Regions from separate parts of the Mus musculus genome. Here all the other regions are linked to region 1. Evidence: chromatin contacts called from public ChIA-PET, HiChIP or PLAC-seq, Micro-C and promoter capture Hi-C data. All regions are on one chromosome and are shown on one strand. The core of a region is the stretch at or near the end of the contact, and the rest is flanking DNA. Distances in the headings are between cores, read along the strand shown.

Region 1 (2,892 bases), core at 271-2,770:
GGCTGGCTCACATGGTGGGCCATCACAACATTACAGGGAAGCCCACACTCAGTAATGTGGTCTTGGATGCCAGTTGAATAACTCAGGCCTAGGTAGCAGACATCTGCAGATCACTCCTGCTGTGGGTCTGTAGTAGGTAGCTCTCAAGGTGCATATGCAAAGAGAGAGCCATAGGATGCTTTTACAAGAGCCCACCTAGGTACACTGTGCTGTTTTCACGACTGGCAGGGGCCATGGCAGGCCATCCTGACGTGGCTCTCTCATATCCACATCTGGCAATCCACTTTGTTTGTCACGTGTTTCTGAGATGTAGCCATGCAACTTCCTTTGGTGAAAAGATGATCAGAGAAGTTTGCTCTGCCCTCAGCATCCTGCTCTGTGCACGGCCCAGACTCTGCATCCCTGGGTTACATCTCCTCCAGCTGAGACCCTGACAGCTGCAGAGGGCAGAGCTCTGCTGACCACTTAGGGTTGGCCAGCAGCCTGGCCAGTGAGAAGGCAAACATGACCTATCTCAAGGCACCAGGAGCTGGGGTGGGACTGCTCTGGCTAGTATGTGTACAGGCCTTTTGTAAAACTTTCCTAGGCTGGCCCTGAAACCCAAAGACACCCACAAAGGCATAGGGGCAAAATGGGAGAGCTTGGGGGCAAGCCAGCTTATGGGCAGAATACACCTGCCAGTCCTATAGGCTGCCCTTCAGGGTCCCTGCTTAGCCTCCTTCCACAGAAAGCCTGGGTGGATAGCCAAGTTGGAGAAGCTAGAAGCCAGGGTTGACAAGCAAGGCTCTGAGGCTCTGGCTTTTGCTATAGACTTGCAGTCAAGGACCACTGACACTAGCCCCCTTCCCCCTCCCCCCCACTCCCGGGCCATTACCCCATAAGGAGGTCAGTCTTAGTGGCCTGGGCCTGTAGTGGAAGGACAGGAGGGAAGGGAACAACCTCTCTAGGCACTCAAGGGACCCAACCCTGAGAAGTCTGTGTCTTTTTGGACGGTGAGTTTTGTCATCCCCCGCCCCCAAATTCGATAACCCTTTGAAAAGAGGAATTTAAAGGGAGGGAGGGAGAGGGTCCCGGAAACTCAGGGAGGCGCGCAGCAGCTCCTTTGTTCCCACCAGGCGGGGGAGGGGTGGTATCCCGCTCGCCAGATGGCCGCGCCTGGACACTGAGCGGACTCCGGAGGCCGCCACACGCGCCCGTCAGTGTTCCCTATCCTGCCTACTGCTCCCGTCCCTGCCCGCATCCTGGTCTCCAAGGTGGCCACAGAGGGTGGGAGTCCGAGAAAGCTGGGCCACGATGACCGGTAGTAACCCCGCCTGAGGCGCCCTCCGCCAGGGTCAACGACCGCGCTTGCGCGGGGGCCCGCGAAGTGCTTTGCCGCTGTTGCCGGCCCATCACCCTATTGCCTAGCAACGCCCACCCGCGCGCCGCCATTGGGCCACCGAGAACGGCCTCGGTGTCCAATTGGTTTCGATGTGGAGCAGGCCACGCCCCTCGGTTCCGCGCGCGCTACGATCGCGGCGTGGAATCGCAGCGACACGGACCTGTCCCCCCGCGTGGCCCTGGTGTCCTCCTCAGTGCAGAGTTTCCAGTGTGACCAAGCACGCCCGACCCACACTGCGCGCGCACAGTGCACACCTGGCACCGGCCGCGAGGGGGTGGGGGTGGGAGGACAGAGATGAGGGCGTCGGGATGAGCCCCGCGTGGCCCGCGCGAGGCCGGGGGCGGGGACGGAAGCAGGCGGGGGCTGCGCGTTCCTTGTGCTCCAGCGCGCGCCCGTGCAGGGTCCCGGCTGGGGGCGGCGCGCGCGGGCATCACCCCACCGGCGGCGGCGCGCCGGGTCCCGGGGCGCAGCCCCGACGCTCATTGGCCTGGGCGGCGCAGCCAAGCTGTCAGCCCATGTGGCGTGGCCGCGCGGGGATGGCCGCGGTTTAAATAGCGCCGGCGCGGCCTAGAGGGAGCCAGAGAGACGGCAGCGGCGTCCCGTCCAGTTCGCCTGCCGCGCTCCTCGCTTGTCGTCTGCCTCCAGAGCCCAGACAGGTACGCCGCTGCGTTCGGGGTTCCGGGGCGGCAGGCCGGTGTCGGGATGCCACGGCTCCAGTGGAAGGATAGGCGGGCGCCCATCCTCGGCACCCCTGCGCTCACAAAAGCGCCGCCGCGCCCCTCCGACAGCCAGCCACCGGGCTGAGCTCCGCGATCAGGCCGAGAGGGGCGCGGGAGGGGTGTGCGGAGAGCCAGCGCGGCGGGCCGCTGTCACGTGGGCGCCGCGCCAACCGGGTGCAGGAGTCTGGGCGCCTCGTGGATGGGGCCGGGGCCTTCACTCGCACTGGGCGGCTTTGGCAGGGCGCAGGAGGCCGCGGTGGTACCCGGGCTTCAGCTTGGAGAAGGCAGATGCGGGTCTGGGTGCGCACGAGGCCCCAGGGGCCTCAGCGGAAGTCATCAGACCATCCAGGCCTCACCGGCTGGGTGGCACGGAAGCCTTCTCGTTGGACTACGGTTGCAAGGCCTGAACTGCCCTGGGCAAGTGCCTTAGGGACAGGAGGATCTAGCAGATCCTTCTGCTGCCTCGGCCAGGTTACAAAGTGTTCGACCAGATGGCGAGAGGCTTCACCTTTCCCCTAACCGCACCAAGCTGAGAGTAGTATTCCAGGTCGGACCTTGCTGAAAGGGTCCATTGGCAGGGGATCGGTTTGCCTCAGCCCTGCTAGGCCTGGGCACTCACTAGTTGTCGGGCCTGTTCCCTCTGGGTCCTAACCAAGCCTGGCGTCCTGGCTGGCACTGAACGGCAGTCAGTCTCCACCCTCTTCGTGAAAGGGAAGCGCGCTGGCTTCCCCGTGGCTTAAGGTGAGAGTGCCCCAGACCCTGTTTCTTGAAGCCCCACTTCTGTTTGCAAGT
Region 2 (2,892 bases), core at 236-2,735, 450 kb after region 1:
AGGTGACTCCGATGCTGCAAAGAATTCATCTCCCACTTGTTTCCACTCAAGGTGTCTTCAGAGCAGCCTGGGGCTTGGGCTCAGATCTGTTTCAGAGACCACTCAGAAATGATAAAATAGGTCCAGGCTTCACCCTTGGGTTAAAGTTGGTTTTTGTTTTTTTGTTTTCACTTAATTTACAGCTGGGCATAGTGGTCTGTGCCTTTATTCCCAGTACTCTGGAAGCACAGACAGGCTACAACTATAAAGCCTAAGAAATAAATATTTGGGGCTGGGGGGTGTCCAGTTCCAGACAGAGCTTTTTGTTTTTTGTTTTGTTTTGTTTTCATAAGCGTTGCTGTTGTAGAACTAGCTTTGTAGACCAGCCTGGCCTTGAACTCAGATCCACCTGCCTCTGCCTCCTGAGTGCTGGGATTAAAGGTGTATACCACCACACAGCTTTTATTTATTTAATCGTATGCTTTTGTACACATAAATACCTTAGTAAAAGATGTAGGAGCCCCTGGAGCTGTTGGGGGTTGTGAGCTTCCCTATGTGGATGCTGGGAATCAAACTTGGGTCTTCTGCAAGTACAGCGTGTGCTCTTACGGCTGAGCCGTCTCTCCAGCCCCAGGATGTTGTTCTGACATCTACACTAGGGTTACACTATGCTCTCTAAGTTCACAGGACGTTTTGTGCCTGGTTGTGACCCCACACACCTTTGTAGATTTGTCCGCTGTAATTTTCAGATGAACGTTCTTTTAAGAGTCAAGGTTGCCTGCGCTGGCTCCGAACTCAAGTATTCCTGCCTTCAGCCCTCCGAGTAGCTGCCACTTCAGAAGCATAGGCAGTGGTGTCTAGTTTCTGATGAGTGCTCTGGAAGAGTAGTATTTCATCTTGTACTTGGAGCCTCATTCCAGGGTAGGATTCTCCGCCTGCTCCCTCAGGGAGCCCCAAGAAGAGCTGTCATTGAAGAAAATGTGGTTTCCCTTAGACCCAGCTCATTAGGGTTTTCAGCATCCTCTGCTGTAGAATCACATCCTGCCGCGTTCATGAGTGGAGCAAAGGCTCTTCTGGATGGCTGGCCTGAAGCACCTTTTTCCCTATCAAGGGACTGAATGGTGTGCTGTGCCACCCTACTCCTGAAACCCCGTGCTATACGGGTGGTGCTCTCAAGTGCTGTCACAAAACGGTGCCAGGGCAAGTGCTGCATACAAGCCTTGCACCAGAGCAACCTCTGCTCAACAGGTAGGTGATCCGAGGCAAGGGCCCTGACGCGGGCCCCAGTGAACTTGCAGGACTGCATTATTTGGCTACCCTCTGGCTTTGTGCCTCCCGTTGTGGCTCTTTGCTAAGCCACGGTGTTTGGGGGCGTTCCCGCCCTCTAGCGGACCGTAGAGCAACTGTCCCCGCCCCTGCAGCAGGCTCCGGCCACGCCTCCGCAGCGGCCGCTTTACGGCGGAGGCCGCGCCGCGCCGTGGGCGGCCGTAAAGCCTGGAGGCGGCACCGCCCCTCCGGGCTGAGCTCTGGCCCGGCGCCCGCAGGATGGCGGGCGCTTCCTCGCGCGTGCACTACCTGTCGGACTTCTGCTGCCCGCTCGGAGGCCGAGCGGCGGGGAAGCCGTTTGTGCTGCGGCATGAGGCTGAGGTCTTTCTGTCCACCGGACGCGAGTTCGTCTATGTGTATGACCAGGAGGGCGGGCTGCTGACGGTGAGCGGAGGGCGGGAGGGCGGGCGGGCGGCGCCGTTCCGAGGTGAGCCGGGGCCGCGTGTGCCCTCGCCTGACCTCGCTCTCCTGGCGCCCAGGCGGTGTACCAGTTTCCCGACCAGGTATGGCACCTGCAGCTCCTGGCCATCCGCAGGGCACTCTACGTCCTGTGTGCCCGGACTGGCATCTACTGCCTGTCGTTGGACTCGCTGGACAGGTGAGGGGGCGTGGCCCCACGCGGCCGGCCAGTGACAAGTCGGGTCCCCAGGGAGGCCGGCTTTCATGTCCTCCTAGTTGTGAGAGGTTTGTCCCAGTAGTAGTCCCTTTGACGGCCACTGACAACACACTGGGGTAGGAAGCAGAGGACTGCGGTCTAGGCCGCCCATTCCCGCTCTCTAGTACCTGTGCATATGCAGGCGTGGCAGTTGTGTCTGCTTTTGTGAAGTTCTTAGCTGTTGAGGCTCAGGTAGTGAAGTCTGCAACCAGGAGCACCGCTATCACTGCCCTCCGGTGCCTGGCAAGACCTCTTGGAAGTGGGTCTCAGAAGACGGTGTCTCTGGCAAGCAGTGAGTGGCAAAAGCTCGTGTCCCTTGGCTTGTGCTGGAAGAACTCACCGTGCACAGCCCAGGCAGCCTTGGGAATAGTTCCCAAGCTGCCTCGATCTGCAGAGCTATGTTTCTGGCTGATCCTGTGTCAAGCGTGTGTGTGTGTGTGTGTGTGTGTGTGTGTGTGAGAGAGAGAGAGAGAGAGAGAGAGAGAGACCTACCTGCTGAATGGCCTGTGATGTCTCCTGCCTAGCCTACTCAGAGCAAGTCAGGTTACTGCTGAGCACGGTGTGAGTCTACCCCACCCAATACTGACTATGCTTCCATTGTTCCTGAAGGTCTGGGAGCCAGGCCTGTGAGGACAAAGAGGAAGCGGCTCCCCCCTACCCTGTGATCCATGTGGACCCGGATGCGTGTGTCCTCCCTGACGCTGCCCTCTGTGCCTTCACCGTGCTGGATGATATGCTGGTCACCCTGGCACAGGGCCCCACCCAGTGGAAGATGCAGCTGTTTGAGCGTCCCTGTGCAGGGGAGGAGCCTCTGCCCAGAGGCCAGATTGGTGAGGTGGAGTTGTCCACTTGCACCCCACCAGGTGGGGTGCCAGAGAAGCCTGCAGCCCCCCGCTTCCTGCCCGTGCTGTGCTGCGTGTTCCCACCAGACT
Region 3 (2,892 bases), core at 185-2,684, 440 kb before region 1:
TTACAGGTTGAATACACTCCACCTGGCTAAAAATGCTTTTTAAAGATTACTTGGTTGAAATTAGTATCCAGTTTTCCCAGATTTCTAAGGTTCTGGACAGACAGGCTTCTAATCCTTCATGTTTGGGAGTTTTCAGTTTTTAGGCTACAAAAACACTGGGGAAAGAGAATTGTTAGGCTTAAGACGCTACCTCCAAAATATCTTGCTACTGAAACGTGAATTTAAAAAAAAAAAAAAAAAAAAAAAAAAGGTACCAGGTATCTACCCTTCATTTTAGATAGTTCTCCACCACACACATCTTAGCATCTCCCTTGGGTGCCTCCTCCCTGATGGTTAGGCACAGAGCACCCATAAAACTTCCACCCACCAACGCTGGTGATGATGGCAGGGAGGGCTGAGGGTTGATGGCAGAAATGATGGTCTGTGTTCTGAGAGTCCCATGTCAGACTGGACAAAGGGCCGTGGGTTAGAATACCAGTGCAGGGGACCTGGCAGTAGGAGGGCAGACAGGAGTGGGCCAGCATGTTAAATACTCCGGGTGGAGCGCTGGGGGGCTGTGATCCCAGTGATGGTCGTGGGCATTAAACTAGGGTAGGTCAGAATCAGTCAGGTCTTGGTTATGGGCAGTGAATGGGTCCTGGTGGTGAGTCTAGCCTTCCTTGCTCCCGGATAGCGGATCAGGATCCCTCCCTGATGGGGACCAGGTCTTGTCCAGGGTCTGACCCTGCTCATGGGTAGCTGACGTGGGTCTTCTGCGTCCTGCCTGATGATGGGCAGTGGGTCTGAGTGCGGGTCCCGCCCCTCCCCGGGGGTGGCTGCTGTGGGTCAGGGTCCCTCCCTGCTCTTGGGTAGCCACCGTGGGTCAGGTCCAGGACACTGCCCCCCTCCCGCCACTCACACGCGCGGCAGCTGCAGCGGCGGCGCCCCCCGCCGCTGGAACACCCCGTCCACGAACACGCCGTTCTTGCCGAGACAGCGCAGGTAGAAGTCGCCGCCCGCGTCCGGCCGGGGCTGCGCGGGTTCCGGGGCGGCCGCGCTATGGCCGCCGCCCGGGGGCGTGAAGATCTCCAGGTGGCGCCGCGAGATGAAGCTCGAGTGGCCCATGCTCACATCTACCGAGCCCTGCGATGAGTTGCGGCCGATGGTCACCGACCGCTTCTTCATGAGGTACTCGAACTCGCGGCCTTCGAGCCGCGCCACGGCCCAGCCGCCCGGCGGGGATCCGCCGCCCCCGGCCCCGCCGCCCGCGGGAGGGGCGCCCGCGCCCGAGAGCGCCGCCGCGGCCGCCATCGCCTGCGAGGCCTGGCCGATCCGCGCGGGCGCCCTAGCGGGCCGAGGCCCGGGCGCGGTCGTGGGCCGCGCGAGCCGAGCACGGTCGCGGAGACCGCCGGCCGGCGAGGAGAGCTGCGAGGGCGGGAGCTCGCACGGCCGCGCGCCGGCCCTACGACGGACGGGCACGCCGACCAATGGGCGCGGCGCACGCAGTGGGGCTACCGAGGCCGGCCAATGGGGAGCCGCGCCGCCGAGCGCCCGCACGTCCGGCGTCGTCGCGCGACGCAGGTTGGCCGCGGCGGCGCGGAAAACCCGGGGCGGAGTGAGGAGTTGGCGTGGGGCCGCGCGCGTTCGCGGACTGAGCGGGGGTCCAAGGTCACGACGGGCGCGAGTGCGCCCCGGGAGCCGCTGGCCCCTCTCACACTCCGCCCTAGGTTGCGTAGAGTCAGGCGCGCTGCTCGGGAACCTGCCGCATCGACCCGTATGTCACAGGGATGTGACAGAAATTACCCCAGTATGCATAGAGTTCTGCACTCAGTAATTCATACCAAGGACTGCAAATCTGAGCTTTATTCCAATCTGTGTATGTGTGATAGAGAGATCCCATCTCTCCCATTAAAAAAGAAACCACAACGCGGGCCCGTGGGAGGAGCAGAGCTATGCAGATCGAGCAGGCTGTGAGGGGCTCCAGAAGCCGGTGCCAACATAGAGGTGAAGCTGAGACCCCTAGTTTCTTCCCCAGGAACGAAGGGCAGTGGATGCACCTGCTTTAGCTCTGGTAAGAGAGGCACGTGGTCATAAAGAACGTCACACCAATATGGTGGCCCCTGGGTGCAGGCGATGGGACGCAGTGTTCTCTCACTGATGCACAAAAGGAGTTCATTCAGGTCAGGGAGAGTGGAAAGGTTGAGAGTCTGGACTTAAGCTGCATAGGATAAAGTGGACATTCTAGCCAAGAGCTTCTAAACAGAGGCCCCAGACTAGAGGCATGGGAACATTTTGCGTTCTAATTCATTCTATGTCTAAACTTGCAATACATTTAATGGGAAACAGTCTTTATAACATTTACATATCTTATTTGACATATGTGTCTGTAATTACGGGATAAATTCCTAAGGGTTCAAAATGCTTTGTACTATAAATATGGCAAAGAGCCATTTCATTAAATATTAATTTGAGGCATTGTAGGTGATGTACAGAAAACTATGGAAATGATAACTAGGTGAGTATCTAGACAAACACAGTTCAAGGACAAAGGGTGTCAAGAACAAGAAATGCCCTCCCATTACTGTTGACACCGTTGTGTTGTCCTGCGCACTGCCTAGGGCAGGTTTGAGGCTCTGCCATGTGACTCTAGCATCTATCTATAACATGGCTAGATCTAACTTTTTACACCTAGCTATCCAGGTATGTAAAGTAAGCATACAAATCCAACACTTATGTTGCTTTGTTTGGCTTTTGTGGCTGGTTTTGGTGTTTTCTGTGGGGAGGGAAAGACGATCAGTCATATATAACCCTGGCTGGCCTGGAGCTTACTATATAGGCCAAGATCACCTCGAACTCATAGAGAGCCACCCACCTCTGCCTCCCAAGGGATGGGAGTAGAGGAATGAGCCACCA
Region 4 (2,892 bases), core at 227-2,726, 410 kb before region 1:
GACTCAAGACTGTCCTATACATGGCTCTTCCCACTTTTACTTCAGTCTTTCTTAGAGCAGTGAAGTGCAAGGTAGTATAAGACTGGACAGAAGAAACAACAGTAGCCACTCCACTCACACTCACGTTAGGCTGACACAAACCCGATCCACTCACGCTCACGTTAGGCTGACACAAACCCGAAGCATCTACTTGCCTCTTCACTCTCCTTGGCTGGGCTGGCCCCATCGCTTGGCTGGGCCCCATCACTGGACACATTCTCCTGGTCATCAGTTTTTGATTTTTTACTACATTCCTTTAAAAAAAAAAAAAAGGATGGGGGATGTTAGAAAGGAAAATTATTTTTCTTTTCTCTATTTTTATTTATCTATTTTTTTCCTTTTTAGATCAAGTCTTTCTACATAGTCCTGGCTGTCCTGGAACTCACCATGTAGACCAGGCTGACCTCAAATTCACAGAAAGTCTGCCTCTGCCTCCTGAGTGCTCAGATTAAGATGTGTGCTACCATATTTTTTTTTAATGAGATAGGGTCTTGATAAATTGCACTGTCTAACTTTGAGCTCCTGCCTCAGTCTCTCAAGCACTGGGATCATTGGTGTGTACCACCGAGCTCAGTCAAGAATAATTTAGTGTGATGCCAAAAACCAAAACATATCCTGAGCAGTCGATCTTACTTCTAAGAAACCCTTTCTACAAAATAAAATCATCCATACTTATAGAAGGGTACACATAAACACTCACACCCTCCATTTGTATTGTTTGTAGTAGTAATGAAGAACAGGAAGTGATCTAACGGTAATATATATAAGAACATTTAGATGTGGCTATTACACAAGATTACAGGCGATTCTCTGAAAAAAAAAAAAAACAACGTATGGAGTATTTGGATATGATACAATTCCTGTAAAAAAACAAAAAACCAAACGAGATTCCTGCACATGCATCACGTGTGAAGGCAAGTGAGGCAGCTGTCAGTCACTTCAGCCACCTAGTGGAGCAGGACAGGAGGGCCTGCCTGCCCTTTATTCCTTCTCCACTTCGTTGTATTGAAGTTTGTTGTTGTTTAAGTAGAAGAGCCGCTCAAAGCATCATTTCTAATTACTTTATTAATCGTTCACTTCCACAACAGGGTGCCGGGACTGAGATCAATCCCCGGCCCCAGAACAGTAGCTTCCACGGACAGTCCCGGCGGTGCACTCGCCTGCAGTGGACAACAGCCAGCTCGCCGCCCAGTCCTCTGCAGACAGGTGATGGCTGTCAGAGGCCGACATAACAGAGCAAGGTGCACCCGGCTGAGCCCGACCCTCACCACCGATTCCAGCCTTGGCTTTCGCCCCTAGCCCCGCCGGACGACGCACCCACCTTTCGTGTGCAGTGCTCACACTTCATCTGGAGTGGGACTGGCAGGAGGCCGACGCGCCTAAGCTGTGAGGAGTAAGGAAGACTGGAACACCGCCGCCTGCCGCCCGCTAGCGACCTGCGACCCTTTGTTGTCTTCTTGCACGGAGGCCCCGCCCCAAGGACTGTAGTAGACCAATGAGAGAGCCTAAGCAAGATGAGCCACACCCCTGAGCCAATGAAAAGAGTGCAAGGATGGTATGGCACGCTCACCCCGCCTCCGCCGCTTAAGCCAATGAGAGTGTGAGGAAGTGGCAGGTCCCTCCCAGGAGCCAATCAGAGAACGGGGGTGGAGCTTGTCCCTCGACTAGTAGTTGCCCGGCCGGGACATATCCTCCTGTCAGTTTTTGCCTGGTTAAGGACTAATGGGGAAAGTTGGCAAAGGCGGGCGTATGAGGCAGGAAGAGTGCGCTGACCGAGCGGACGAGGCCGAATCGCGGCGACCTCAGAGCGCCTTGCTCAGTGGCCGCGGCCTGGCCCGCTCAATCAAGTTAGCGTCGTAAGTTCTGCTCTACTGCGTCTCCTGGAGGGCGGAGCCGGCGCCGCCCTCTACCGCCGCCATGACCAGCCAGCGAAGCCTCACGTAGGCCGGTGCGGCACAAGTGCACATGCGCAGCAGGCTTGCTTTGCTTTATGGGCAATGCTGCTGAGTCTGGCGTGTAGATTCAAAGTAGGCTGACCTTGAATCTTGGCGAGTTAGCGCATGCCTTTAGTCCCAGAACCCAGGAGACAGAGCAAGGCAGATCTCTGAGTTCCAGGACGGCCAGTACTACACATGTACCTGTCTACAAACAAAATGACAGGTAGGATGAGCAGGCCTATTGGCAATTACCCAACACTCAGGAGGCTGAGGCAGGAAAATGATAAAATTAAAGCCAACACTGCCCTATACTGCTACACAGTGAGACCTGTCTCCAAGGCAGATTAAATGCATTATTCTTTTGTTGTGTTCCAATCCCCTGGGAAAGACCAAAGACAGACTCAATTCAAATTTAAATTAAATAAGTGCATTCTTACTCCTACCTGAAGGACAGCGGCTTTAGAGCCAAACAGCATGCTGGAAGAAGGCTAAAGGAAAGCTTTATAAAGTAGATATCATAGCTGCACACCACCTACAGAATAGGGCAAGTTACATAATATACAAAAGATGTACCTTATCTATGGAATCCACAGCTGGGCAAGAGAATCGTCCTGTGTAATAATGTACATATAACTCCCCTGGGACAGCTAAAGAAACTTACTATAGTACCAGGCATCCCTTAAAGGCCACTGACCTTTGACCTGGAATGTCAATAATAGAATGAGATTATAGGATAATGGTTTACCGAGGGAAGTGTCTCTAATAACTGAGAGCAGCCTGTTTCTGGACCAGCAGTAACAGTGCCCCCAAGTTACAGCTGGCTGTCACATCCCCAGCCCTAAATTCTCTGAATTAGCTTGTTAAATGGAGTTTGTTTTTCAGTGCCTTCTAAAAGCTGAGTTTAAACATATCATTA
Region 5 (2,892 bases), core at 230-2,729, 390 kb after region 1:
GCCGTGTCTCTCTCTCTCTCTCTCTCTCTCTCTCACACACACACACACACACACACACACACAAAGTTAGCATGCAGTAAATTTTGTTGATGGAATGAATAAGCCCAAATTAAATAACAGAGGTTACAGAACTGTGTGTTATCAGCACTGACATTGACAGTGATGGTTCGATGGACTTAAGAGGGGAGCCGGGTGTGGGGGTGTACACCTATAATCCCATCACCCAGGAAGCAGATAGGAAGATTTCAGACTTGAAACCAGCTTGGACTACATGAGACGAGGATAGAAATGGGCCTTGGATGTGCACAACTTTGTAGAGAGCTTTCCTAAGAAGCCTGGGTTTTACCGCAGTGTCCACAGAATTGGGTGTGATGACACACTCCTGTAACCCCAGCAAGAGGAGGCAGAGTCAGGTAGATCGAAAGTTCAAGGTCAGGGCTGGAGTGGTGCTTGGTGCTGTACCAGAGGATTTGGTTTTGGTTTCCAGTACCCACATGGTGGGTCTCAATCATCTGAAACTCTAGTTCCAAGGGATCCACTCCCTCTTCTGATGTTCTCAGGTATCAGGCACTTGTGGTGCAGCCAAATCCATGCAGGCAAAACATTTATACATATAAAATATATTAAAAACTTTAAAAAAAAGTTTAGTTGGGTGGTGGTGGTACAGAACCTTAATCCCAGCACTGGGGAGGCAGAGGTAGGTGGATCTCTGTTAGTTCAAGGCCAGCCTGGTTTACAGAGCTAGATCCAGGACAGCCAACACTATGTCTTAACAAGTTCTTTCAATAAAACATATTGTATAAATATACATTATATACAATATATAATGTACACAGTAAAATATATTATATCTAAAACAACAAATAAATAAAACAGTCTAAAACATAATCGGAGTTTAGTACACTCATAAATCGAACCATCGGAGGCAGGAAAGGGGGCCTGCCTTTCAATCCCAGCACTGAGGCAGGCCCAGCACTGTGAGTTCCAAGCCAACCTGGTCTACAGCCAAGGTTGTATTTAGTGAGACCCTGTCTTAAAAAAAAAAAAAAAAACAGAAGCCAAAAAAAAAAAAAAAAAAAAAAACCAACAAAAAAATCAAATAAAAATTCGGAGGCGTTTAGCCTCTTAAGAAATTTCAAAAGTCTTCTACTTCAAATCATATGCAGTTACAAAGTTCAGTACAAAGGGAGAAACTCCAGCTCATTGCTGGAAAATTGTGAAGACAGTACAAAACTTCCGTAACGGTTATATTTGAGCGAGATCTCGACGCTCGCCTTTTCTTGCAGCTTTTTTTCATTGCTCGAACTTTCAGGAATATGGCTCTCCTGTCACAGTCTTCTGAACCCAGGGTCCTGGGCCCAGCCTAGGGGAAGGGGGTGGGGGGCGAGGGGGCACGGACGAGGGACGCGCGGCACCACTTGGCGCATGCGCGCGGCCGTTGGCGGGGCCGGAACCTTGTTTCGCCTCTCTCTCCGCCTGGCGGAGTGTGTTGAGCGAAGCACCGGACATCGGCACTGGCGGAGCCGGGCGGCGAAGCTGGAGCGGCGGTGGCGGCGGCGGCGGGAGGCCGGGGCCGGGGCTGAGGCCGAGGCCGGGGCTGCGAGGCCCTTGGGGAGACAGGCGGCGGGAGCCCGGGGCCCGAGCCCGGAGACTGGAGCGGCCGCCATGGCCGAGAGCATCGTGAGTGCGGCGGCCGGGAGGGAGCGGGGCGCTGGGATGAGGCAGCAGATTTGCGGGTGTCCTGGGCGGGCCAGCGCCGGACGGTGCTCGGAGCCGGTGGCTCCTCCTCGCTCGCCCCGGGTTTGAGGAGGTACCTGCCCTGGCCGAGCCCGGAAAGGCTGGCGGGAAGGAGGCCGAGCGGTCGGAACGGAGCGGCCTTCTTCTTCCCCGCTGCTGCAGGTTGCTCTGAGGGACCTCGGCCTCCTCCCAGGCCCCGAAGCCCGGTACGTCCTTCTCTCCTCCTCCATCCCGACAGTGCCTCGTCACGATTTCACTCCGGAAGAGTCGACCGGAGAAGAAAAGGGCATCATTAGGGGAACCCTTTTCCCACAGAGGACGCGGCCATGGGGGCCAACCCAAAACAGGCGGGATTGGCTCCTCTTTGACACAGGCGACTTGACGACCACCTGTTTAAAAGGAGTGTCATAAAGAAGGCCGATTTCACTTTTAGCCTGACAGTAGAGACTGTCACCCCCAGCCCCATGAAATAAGTCAGTAAAAGGAGAGGAAAACCAGCCGTTTGTTAACCTGTGGGAGTTTCTCTCCAGAGCATATGTGGCAGGGGTTGGGAAGTGATAGGAGTAACAGACCCGTTCTGACAGAATAACTAGGGCCAACATGGAGGAATATTGGGGATTTCCATGGGATCGGAATCATGGTGGTTGCCTTAGGCCTGAAACAGCTCTTCAGTGGTTTCCTGCATTCGAGAACATCACATCTCTCTGGATTTCCAGGGAAGTATAGCTCTTGAGTTTTGTTTGTGTTTTGAGACAGTCTTACTACTTTGTCCCAGGCCATCCTTGACCTTGACATCCTCCCACCTCACTTATCTCACTGCAGACATTTATGGCAGGCTAAGAGTTAAGGCTTTTCTCTGAGGGCAGCTTCTCTTTCCTCACAGCTCCATTTAGGGGTCTTCTGTTCTCTGTATTTTCTATCCTGGATGCAGACGATGCAGAGAAACCTGAGAAAGAAAGGCTGACTTAGTTTTAAAACTTAAATTTACCATCACAGATGACTTGCCTAGAAATAGGTGAGGTATCAGTAGGTCAATCCGCTTTTTAAATTTCTATTTATTTAAATGCTCTTTACTGAGGTTAAGCAGTGTGTTCAGGTGTTCCAAAGGCTGACTTGGGCATCAGTGGGTCTTAAATCGACTTTCTCAGGTTGTAA
Region 6 (2,892 bases), core at 269-2,768, 380 kb before region 1:
AGAGTCTTTAATTTTCCCTCTGAAATTTCACAAACCAAACCTCCATCTTCTGCACTGTTCTCAACATTATCTTCCAAGCTCCTACACAACATCTGACAGAGCTCTTAACAACGAATGGATCTTCAAGCCCAAAGTTCCAAAGTCCTTCCACAGTCCTCCCCAGAACATGGTCAGGTTGTCACAGGAATACCCCACTCCTGGTACCAATTTGTCTTAGTCAGGGTTTCTATTCCTGCACAAACATCATGACCAAGAAGCAAGTTGGGGAGGAAAGGGTTTATTCGGCTTACACTTCCATACTGCTGTTCATCACCAAAGGAAGTCAGGACTGGAACTCAAGCAGGTCAGGAAGCAGGAGCTGATGCAGAGGCCATGGAGGGATGTTCTTCATTGGCTTGCCTCACCTGGCTTGCTCAGCCTGCTCTCTTATAGAACTAAGACTACCAGCCCTGAGATGGTCCCACCCACAAGGGGCCTTTCCCCCTTGATCACTAATTGAGAAAATGCCTTACAGTTGGATCTCATGGAGGCATTTCCTCAACTGAAGCTCCTTTCTCTGTGATAACTCCAGCTGTGTCAAGTTGACACAAAGCTAGCCAGTACACCACCCCACCCCCTCCTGAGGAAGGAGGATTAAAGTTTAAGACTTGCCTGGGCTATAAAGGAAGGTCAAGGCTAGACTTTGCAACTTAATAAGACCCTGTCTCCAGACTAATAAGTAAAATAAGGACTGGATTGCTTAGTGGTACAACACTTGTCTAGCATGCAGAAGGCCTTAGGTTCAATTCCTCGTACTGAAAAACAATTAAGGCAGTGGTAATTTGGAGAGATGGTGACTAGCTCCGTGATACAGCACCGGCTGCTCATTATGCCAGGAACCCTGCGATCCACCCTGGCTACTGCAAATAACAACAACAATAACCTGAAAAGGGAATAAACTCTACATATATCAGAACTGACTATAGTTTCCATTACAGTTCATTTCTGGAGGACACTGAAGCAGTCAAGATATTAGAAACAGTTTTCCTACCTTCTGTAAAATCACAAGCGATTATTAAAAAGAATTACAGAGTTGTGCATCCAGTTGCATGATTTCACCTGCTCGTCCTGTGCAAGGACTCAAAAGTCCTAGCCTTAGGAACCACACCCCCCCTACGCTCGCCCTCAATCCCCAACCCTGCCCGACCTGCCACTCTCAGGCAGTTCAAAGTCCCTGACAGGCTTCTCAATGCAGCTCTCGGGGCCGGGGAAAGGAGAGGGCGGCGGCCGTAGGAGACAGGTCATCCGGGCCCAGCACAATCGGTGGCTGTGGGCTTGACTCACCCGCGTCGCCGCCGCAGCCCAGCTACAGGAGAAGACAGAATTCCGCAGGTGCCTCAGGGTTGCAGTGCCAAGGGCCGAGAAGGCTCCGCCTCCCCCCACCCCACCCCACCCCCGCCACCGCTCGGCCTCCGATTGCTCTCGTCTGGCCGTGAGCCGGACGAAGACCGAGCGCGTCGCTCCCGCGTCCCGACCCCGTTCCCGCCTCGCTTTCGCTGTCGCAGCTATTGCCCCGAGTTTGGTGGCTCTCGTGTCGTAGCTGGCTCTGCGACGGCTGGGCCCGATGGCGCCTCAGCGGAGGGGACCACCCAGAATTCCCGAGGGAAGTAGTGCTGCAGAGCGCCGGCGCGCGACCAGGTAGCGGGATCCTTAGGGACCGGGAGGCCGCGCGCCACAGCGGGCGGAGCCTGACTGGTGTGTGTGGGCGTGGCCACTCCGAGGGCGGGGTCGGAGGGAGGCAGAGCGTGGTCTTGATTGCTGTGTCCTTGGCAGAGTGAGGCGTGGCCATCCCAGGGGTGGGACCTAACAGGGGTGGGACGTGCTCATGACAAGGCGGGGTCTGACTCGTGTCTGGGTTGGTCCCTGGCTAGAGGTGACAGGTGGGACCAGCCCTACTGAGACTTGAGCAGGCTTAATTTAGAGAGAGGGCGTGGTAGTGTGGGCGTGATTGATGTGTTGGGGCGTGACTTGGTTAGTGTATCCTGCGGCATCCTTTCTATAGTGAAAATGTCCACGTGGCTGCCCACCTCCAAGCTCTGCACAGAGGCCCTGCCCACAGGAAACCTCTTCTTGGAGTCGAGCTGCATTCAGTCACGTGAACAGGTTTCTCTCGCTAGGGACCCTTTTTGAGCCTTTAGGACTCCCCACCCACTACATGGTCTGTCTCCTCACATCTCTGCTGGTTACCTCATCCCAGCCTTTCACACCTCACCTATCCAAAACTGGCCTTGTGAGCCTCTGTCAAACCCACACCTGAAATGGTAACTAAGAAACGGAGTCCTTAGGGACAGGGACCTAACTCTGACAATTCTGCATGTATTTTGAGACCTTTCCTGGACAGCAGAGCTCAGCCACTCTAGTTATACACACAGAAGTGTAGAGACACAGACACAGCTTCATCAGGGACCGGACCACACAGACCTGGGTCGTAGAGGAAACTTACACATATCATTTCTGACATTCTTCTGTGCTCTTTCTGGCTCCAGGTTTATGATTTGAGTTAAGTAGATATGCTTCATGTACGCTGGTTTACGTACACATGTGTTCGTGTAGAAACACAGGCTTGGGATGGGGCAGTCATATATGGATGCATGAGTGATCAGAGACTCACATGCCCTGACAATCCTCCAAATAGGTGCTCTGTGGGCTGGACAGAAATTACCTATGGTCAGCCCACAATTTTTTTGCCCATTGAAGCACATATTCAGCCCTGTCTGGTCAGAGAAGACAGGTCCATATACTGCCTGGGAAGCTCTTCTGAGGGGTGGTGATGGTGGGCATCCTGATAAGCTTGAGTTGTGGATGGAAGTAGATGCCCTACTTCCCACCAGCTGCCTCATAATTAGCTTACAA
Region 7 (2,892 bases), core at 153-2,652, 360 kb after region 1:
GAAGAGATGCCCATTCAAAGGGTCCATTGAGCTATGTTTCCGAGCCGGCCCGTCAAAAGTCAAGAACATCCCTCATTTTATACAGCCAAAACCAAACTGAAAATCCTCTTGAAGTACACTGACAACCATGGAAATGGCATCCTCCCATGCAAGAAGCAAATAATGTGGAAATGATACTTAGTCCCTATCAGCTGTCAGCTCAAGCTCGGCTTCACTCAGTTCCCACAGACCCTCTGGAGAGAGGTACTACTTGCATCTGCTTTAAAGATAAAGGAGGTAGAGAATGCCCTTTGTCACAGCTTGCTGGGCACTTTAAAATGGCATACCCTGCTGCTTCTCAACAGAGTCCCATCATTTAGAAGTTTTGTCCTTTACCTCTTAGCTGGGTAATGTAATGGGTCCCTTAGCAAGCTCTAGAAGATGAGGGATGATTTCTCCATGTCAAGTGGTACCCCCAGCCAACACCTCTTCACACTCGGATCACCCCTCCCTTACGAAAGTGAGCTATCCCAAGATACACCACCCTTGTTACTCATTCAACAAGTTAGTGGATTCATACCTGACGTGCTGAACCTCCCAGGATATGAGACTAAGGTAAACATCTCATCATCTAAGATTCCCCTTTGAAAACCTTAGCTCAAAAAGGAGCAAGTGAGCAGCCTAGGATGGGGCCTGCTCCTGAACACATTTATTGAGGGAATGGTGCATGCATGTCAAACTCATTTTTCCCTCCTAAAATTTACACTGTCCAGGAACCTCAGATAGTGATATCAACAAGCACCTTCAAAAATGAGAAATACATGTCTTCTCAAACCCCCAGGCACTACCAGAGCGCAAGAGGCTGAGGTCCTAGGAAGCATTCCCCAAGGGGCTCGAAAGGTTTAAGGAAGGCAGTATCGGTTCCACCCTGCGAAAAGGTATCGGGGTCTGAGACCCGCATGAAGCTAAGATCTGAGTCATGACTTCATGACTCAGGACTTTGGCCCAATCGGTTCAGGACCGTCGGACCCGGAGGAAGAGAGGTCCGTCACGGACCCCCAAAGAGCATTCGTCACTGGAACCCCAGGACTCAGTGTACAGCCCGGGCGGCCACACCCGAGGCCCGGGAACCGTGCAGTGCTCCCCGGAGGCCGACGGCCGGTCTAGGTGGCCGGCCCGCTCTCCTGAGACCTACGGAGGCAGCATCTGGCCGGTGCGCGCGAGGGAGCTGACTTGGAGCTGACGGGCGGACGCGTTACCTAGGAGACGCTCGAAGGTGCCGCTGCCTCGCCCCATGGCGACCCCACTCCGGACCGACGCTGCAGTCGCTCCCTCTTTCGGAGCTGACGCGCCCCCCAACTTCCGCTTCCGCCTTTCTTTTTCTGCTCGCGCACGCGCAACGCCTCCGCGCCGCCCCGAGTCCTGCTCCATGGCGAGACTTGCGCTTACACACTGACTCTGAGCGTCCATTGGACCGCTCAGTCCATTGGGACTAACCAATGAGCAGCCTGGACGAGCGGTCTATCCAATGAAAGCTAAGCGGAGGCGGGCCTCATTGCGTGGTAGCTCGGAGGTACAAGCGCGTTATCCGAGGAAGGGATGTGTCTCCTGCTTGGAGCTGCTGGGGTCGGGAAGACCCTGCTGGTGAAACGCCTTCAGAATATCCTTCCGCGCCGAGTGGGCAGGCAGGGAGTCCCAGGCAGGGTGGGGAGGGAGCACACCGGGGTCGCTCATCACGGGAACTCCTCCCTCTGCCACGCCATGGCCCTTGACCGCCGGGACAGCTGAGCTCCGGAGATGGCAAAGGCGACCTGGGAGAGCCCCCACCGACGCGGCCCACGGTAGGTGTCGGCCTCTCTCAGGTCATGCATGCCCTTTGAGGCTTGCAAAGGTCCTCAGACCTCTTCTAATGGAAGCCGCGGTGCCTGTGGTCAGTAGGTTGGGTACTGTCTGCGGCAGAGGAACTCCCATCACTAGACTTCTGAGTGTGGAGAACCCGAAGCCCGTCTTCCGGTGGGCACCTTTCTCTCCCATCCCTAGAAATTCATTCCCTCGTCACTCTCAAGGCCCATCTCTATGGTTGACGTTGGCCTGGAGCCCCCAGAGAGCTGCATTTCTTGGTGGCGAGAGCAGAGGGCTTGAGCAGTTGTCACTGGCTGTGGATGCTTAGCTCCCTCATGGCGGTGCTGCCATCCAGAAGCTCACCACAGCACACCGCTTGCGCTGGTCTCAGTGCATCGTGGTTTTTTCCATAGGTGGGCACCAACCTTACAGACATTGTGGCCCACAGGAAGATCACCATCCGAGAGCTCGGGGGATGCATGAGCCCCATCTGGTCCAGTTACTATGGAAACTGCCATTCGCTCTTGGTGAGTTAATACTTCAAGCTTCTTTGGAGGTCAGTTTTGTCTGACTCCCTGAACCATCAAGTATTGGCCCTGCTTTTCATGGGATCGGGTTTGGGGGTCTTTGATGACTGTGCATTGGTCTGATTTCCTGAGCAGGGCTCAGATTCTAGGAGGCTTGTTGAAGGCACAGCATGTTCTATGCCTTGATACCTGAATACGACCAACACTTTACATCCCTCTTGTTGGTCCTATCTGTAGAAGGAAGGGGCATCAAATTCTGGGATGAAGAGCTGATGGCCACAGTAGACTTAATTTTACTTAAAGACACCAGTGACAGTCATCCTCGTACAACTCCCCCTTGGCTATTTCCAAAACCTGTTGTTTAAAAGCCAATCTGGGGCTGGATATGTAGCTCAGGAGAGTGCTTGCCCTAGCTACACTTGAAGCCCTAGGTTCAAACTCCTGCATCATAAATTTAAATCCACTTAAAAAGTTGTCTGTGTGCTTTTGTGAAATGACCAGACAGGGCTCTGGTCAGGACTATCTTCTGTAGCATGTTTTCCTT

The links. Hi-C and Micro-C count contacts between places; a contact is called where the count stands out from the background. ChIA-PET counts read pairs in DNA pulled down with a chosen protein or histone mark. HiChIP or PLAC-seq counts read pairs in DNA pulled down with a chosen protein or histone mark. Capture Hi-C pulls out chosen DNA fragments and counts their contacts.
Region 2: a contact with region 1 is called in an H3K27ac HiChIP or PLAC-seq map of extraembryonic endoderm stem cells, with 2.8 times the contacts expected there. The contact joins the promoter of Faap100 here to the promoter of Fasn in region 1. A contact is called at or near these places in 5 of 115 datasets of contacts at active chromatin or transcription factors (double positive thymocytes, epiblast stem cells, extraembryonic endoderm stem cells and 2 more).
Region 3: a FOXA1 HiChIP or PLAC-seq map of pancreatic cancer cells shows a contact between it and region 1. The contact joins the promoter of Foxk2 here to the promoter of Fasn in region 1. A contact is called at or near these places in 2 of 39 promoter capture datasets (liver and pre-B cells), 5 of 484 Hi-C or Micro-C datasets (CD8 T cells, embryonic stem cells, granulocyte-monocyte progenitors and 1 more), 2 of 115 datasets of contacts at active chromatin or transcription factors (the SCID.adh cell line and pancreatic cancer cells) and 1 of 9 other capture datasets (adipose tissue).
Region 4: an RNA polymerase II ChIA-PET map of memory CD8 T cells shows a contact between it and region 1, with 26 read pairs. The contact joins the promoter of Narf here to the promoter of Fasn in region 1. A contact is called at or near these places in 7 of 39 promoter capture datasets (the 3T3-L1 cell line, cranial neural crest, hippocampal neurons and 3 more), 1 of 484 Hi-C or Micro-C datasets (embryonic stem cells), 5 of 115 datasets of contacts at active chromatin or transcription factors (the SCID.adh cell line, epiblast stem cells, hepatocytes and 2 more) and 2 of 9 other capture datasets (adipose tissue and pancreatic islet).
Region 5: a contact with region 1 is called in a promoter capture Hi-C map of liver. The contact joins the promoter of Nploc4 here to the promoter of Fasn in region 1. A contact is called at or near these places in 1 of 484 Hi-C or Micro-C datasets (embryonic stem cells), 4 of 115 datasets of contacts at active chromatin or transcription factors (the 230-238 cell line, epiblast stem cells and large pre-B cells) and 3 of 9 other capture datasets (embryonic stem cells, liver and pancreatic islet).
Region 6: a contact with region 1 is called in a Micro-C map of embryonic stem cells, with 2.6 times the contacts expected there. The contact joins the promoter of Ogfod3 here to the promoter of Fasn in region 1. A contact is called at or near these places in 11 of 39 promoter capture datasets (the 3T3-L1 cell line, 3T3-L1-derived adipocytes, the SN4741 cell line and 5 more), 11 of 484 Hi-C or Micro-C datasets (the HL-1 cell line, LSK cells, the N1E-115 cell line and 4 more), 9 of 115 datasets of contacts at active chromatin or transcription factors (the SCID.adh cell line, embryonic forebrain, embryonic stem cells and 4 more) and 2 of 9 other capture datasets (adipose tissue and liver).
Region 7: a promoter capture Hi-C map of liver shows a contact between it and region 1, with 2.9 times the contacts expected there. The contact joins the promoter of Arl16 here to the promoter of Fasn in region 1. A contact is called at or near these places in 6 of 39 promoter capture datasets (the C10 cell line, cranial neural crest, embryonic stem cells and 2 more), 1 of 484 Hi-C or Micro-C datasets (effector CD8 T cells), 13 of 115 datasets of contacts at active chromatin or transcription factors (the SCID.adh cell line, T-cell acute lymphoblastic leukemia, astrocytes and 9 more) and 2 of 9 other capture datasets (liver and pancreatic islet).

Annotation. Positions count from the first base shown.
Region 1 is chr11:120,823,175-120,826,066 of GRCm38.p6, reverse strand. Fasn (fatty acid synthase) reads left to right here and starts at 1,520. Exons shown (of 43, transcript NM_007988.3): 1 at 1,520-2,037.
Region 2 is chr11:120,377,339-120,380,230 of GRCm38.p6, reverse strand. It overlaps Faap100 (Fanconi anemia core complex associated protein 100), which reads left to right and starts at 1,485. Exons shown (of 10, transcript NM_027980.2): 1 at 1,485-1,689; 2 at 1,785-1,903; 3 at 2,570-2,892. The coding sequence starts at 1,525. Nploc4 (NPL4 homolog, ubiquitin recognition factor) reads left to right here. Exons shown (of 17, transcript NM_001195023.1): 17 at 1-433.
Region 3 is chr11:121,258,529-121,261,420 of GRCm38.p6, reverse strand. Foxk2 (forkhead box K2) reads right to left here and starts at 1,434. Exons shown (of 9, transcript NM_001080932.3): 1 at 899-1,434. The coding sequence starts at 1,290.
Region 4 is chr11:121,235,820-121,238,711 of GRCm38.p6, reverse strand. It overlaps Narf (nuclear prelamin A recognition factor), which reads right to left and starts at 1,476. Exons shown (of 11, transcript NM_026272.3): 1 at 1,361-1,476; 2 at 195-293. The coding sequence starts at 1,387.
Region 5 is chr11:120,436,287-120,439,178 of GRCm38.p6, reverse strand. It overlaps Nploc4 (NPL4 homolog, ubiquitin recognition factor), which reads left to right and starts at 1,479. Exons shown (of 17, transcript NM_001195023.1): 1 at 1,479-1,680. The coding sequence starts at 1,666.
Region 6 is chr11:121,203,274-121,206,165 of GRCm38.p6, reverse strand. It overlaps Ogfod3 (2-oxoglutarate and iron-dependent oxygenase domain containing 3), which reads left to right and starts at 1,518. Exons shown (of 9, transcript NM_025402.2): 1 at 1,518-1,677. The coding sequence starts at 1,604. It also overlaps a transcript of Hexdc not described here.
Region 7 is chr11:120,466,110-120,469,001 of GRCm38.p6, reverse strand. It overlaps Arl16 (ADP-ribosylation factor-like 16), which reads left to right and starts at 1,402. Exons shown (of 5, transcript NM_197995.2): 1 at 1,402-1,639; 2 at 1,762-1,820; 3 at 2,235-2,348. The coding sequence starts at 1,579. It overlaps Hgs (HGF-regulated tyrosine kinase substrate), which reads right to left and starts at 1,367. Exons shown (of 22, transcript NM_008244.3): 1 at 1,239-1,367. The coding sequence starts at 1,275.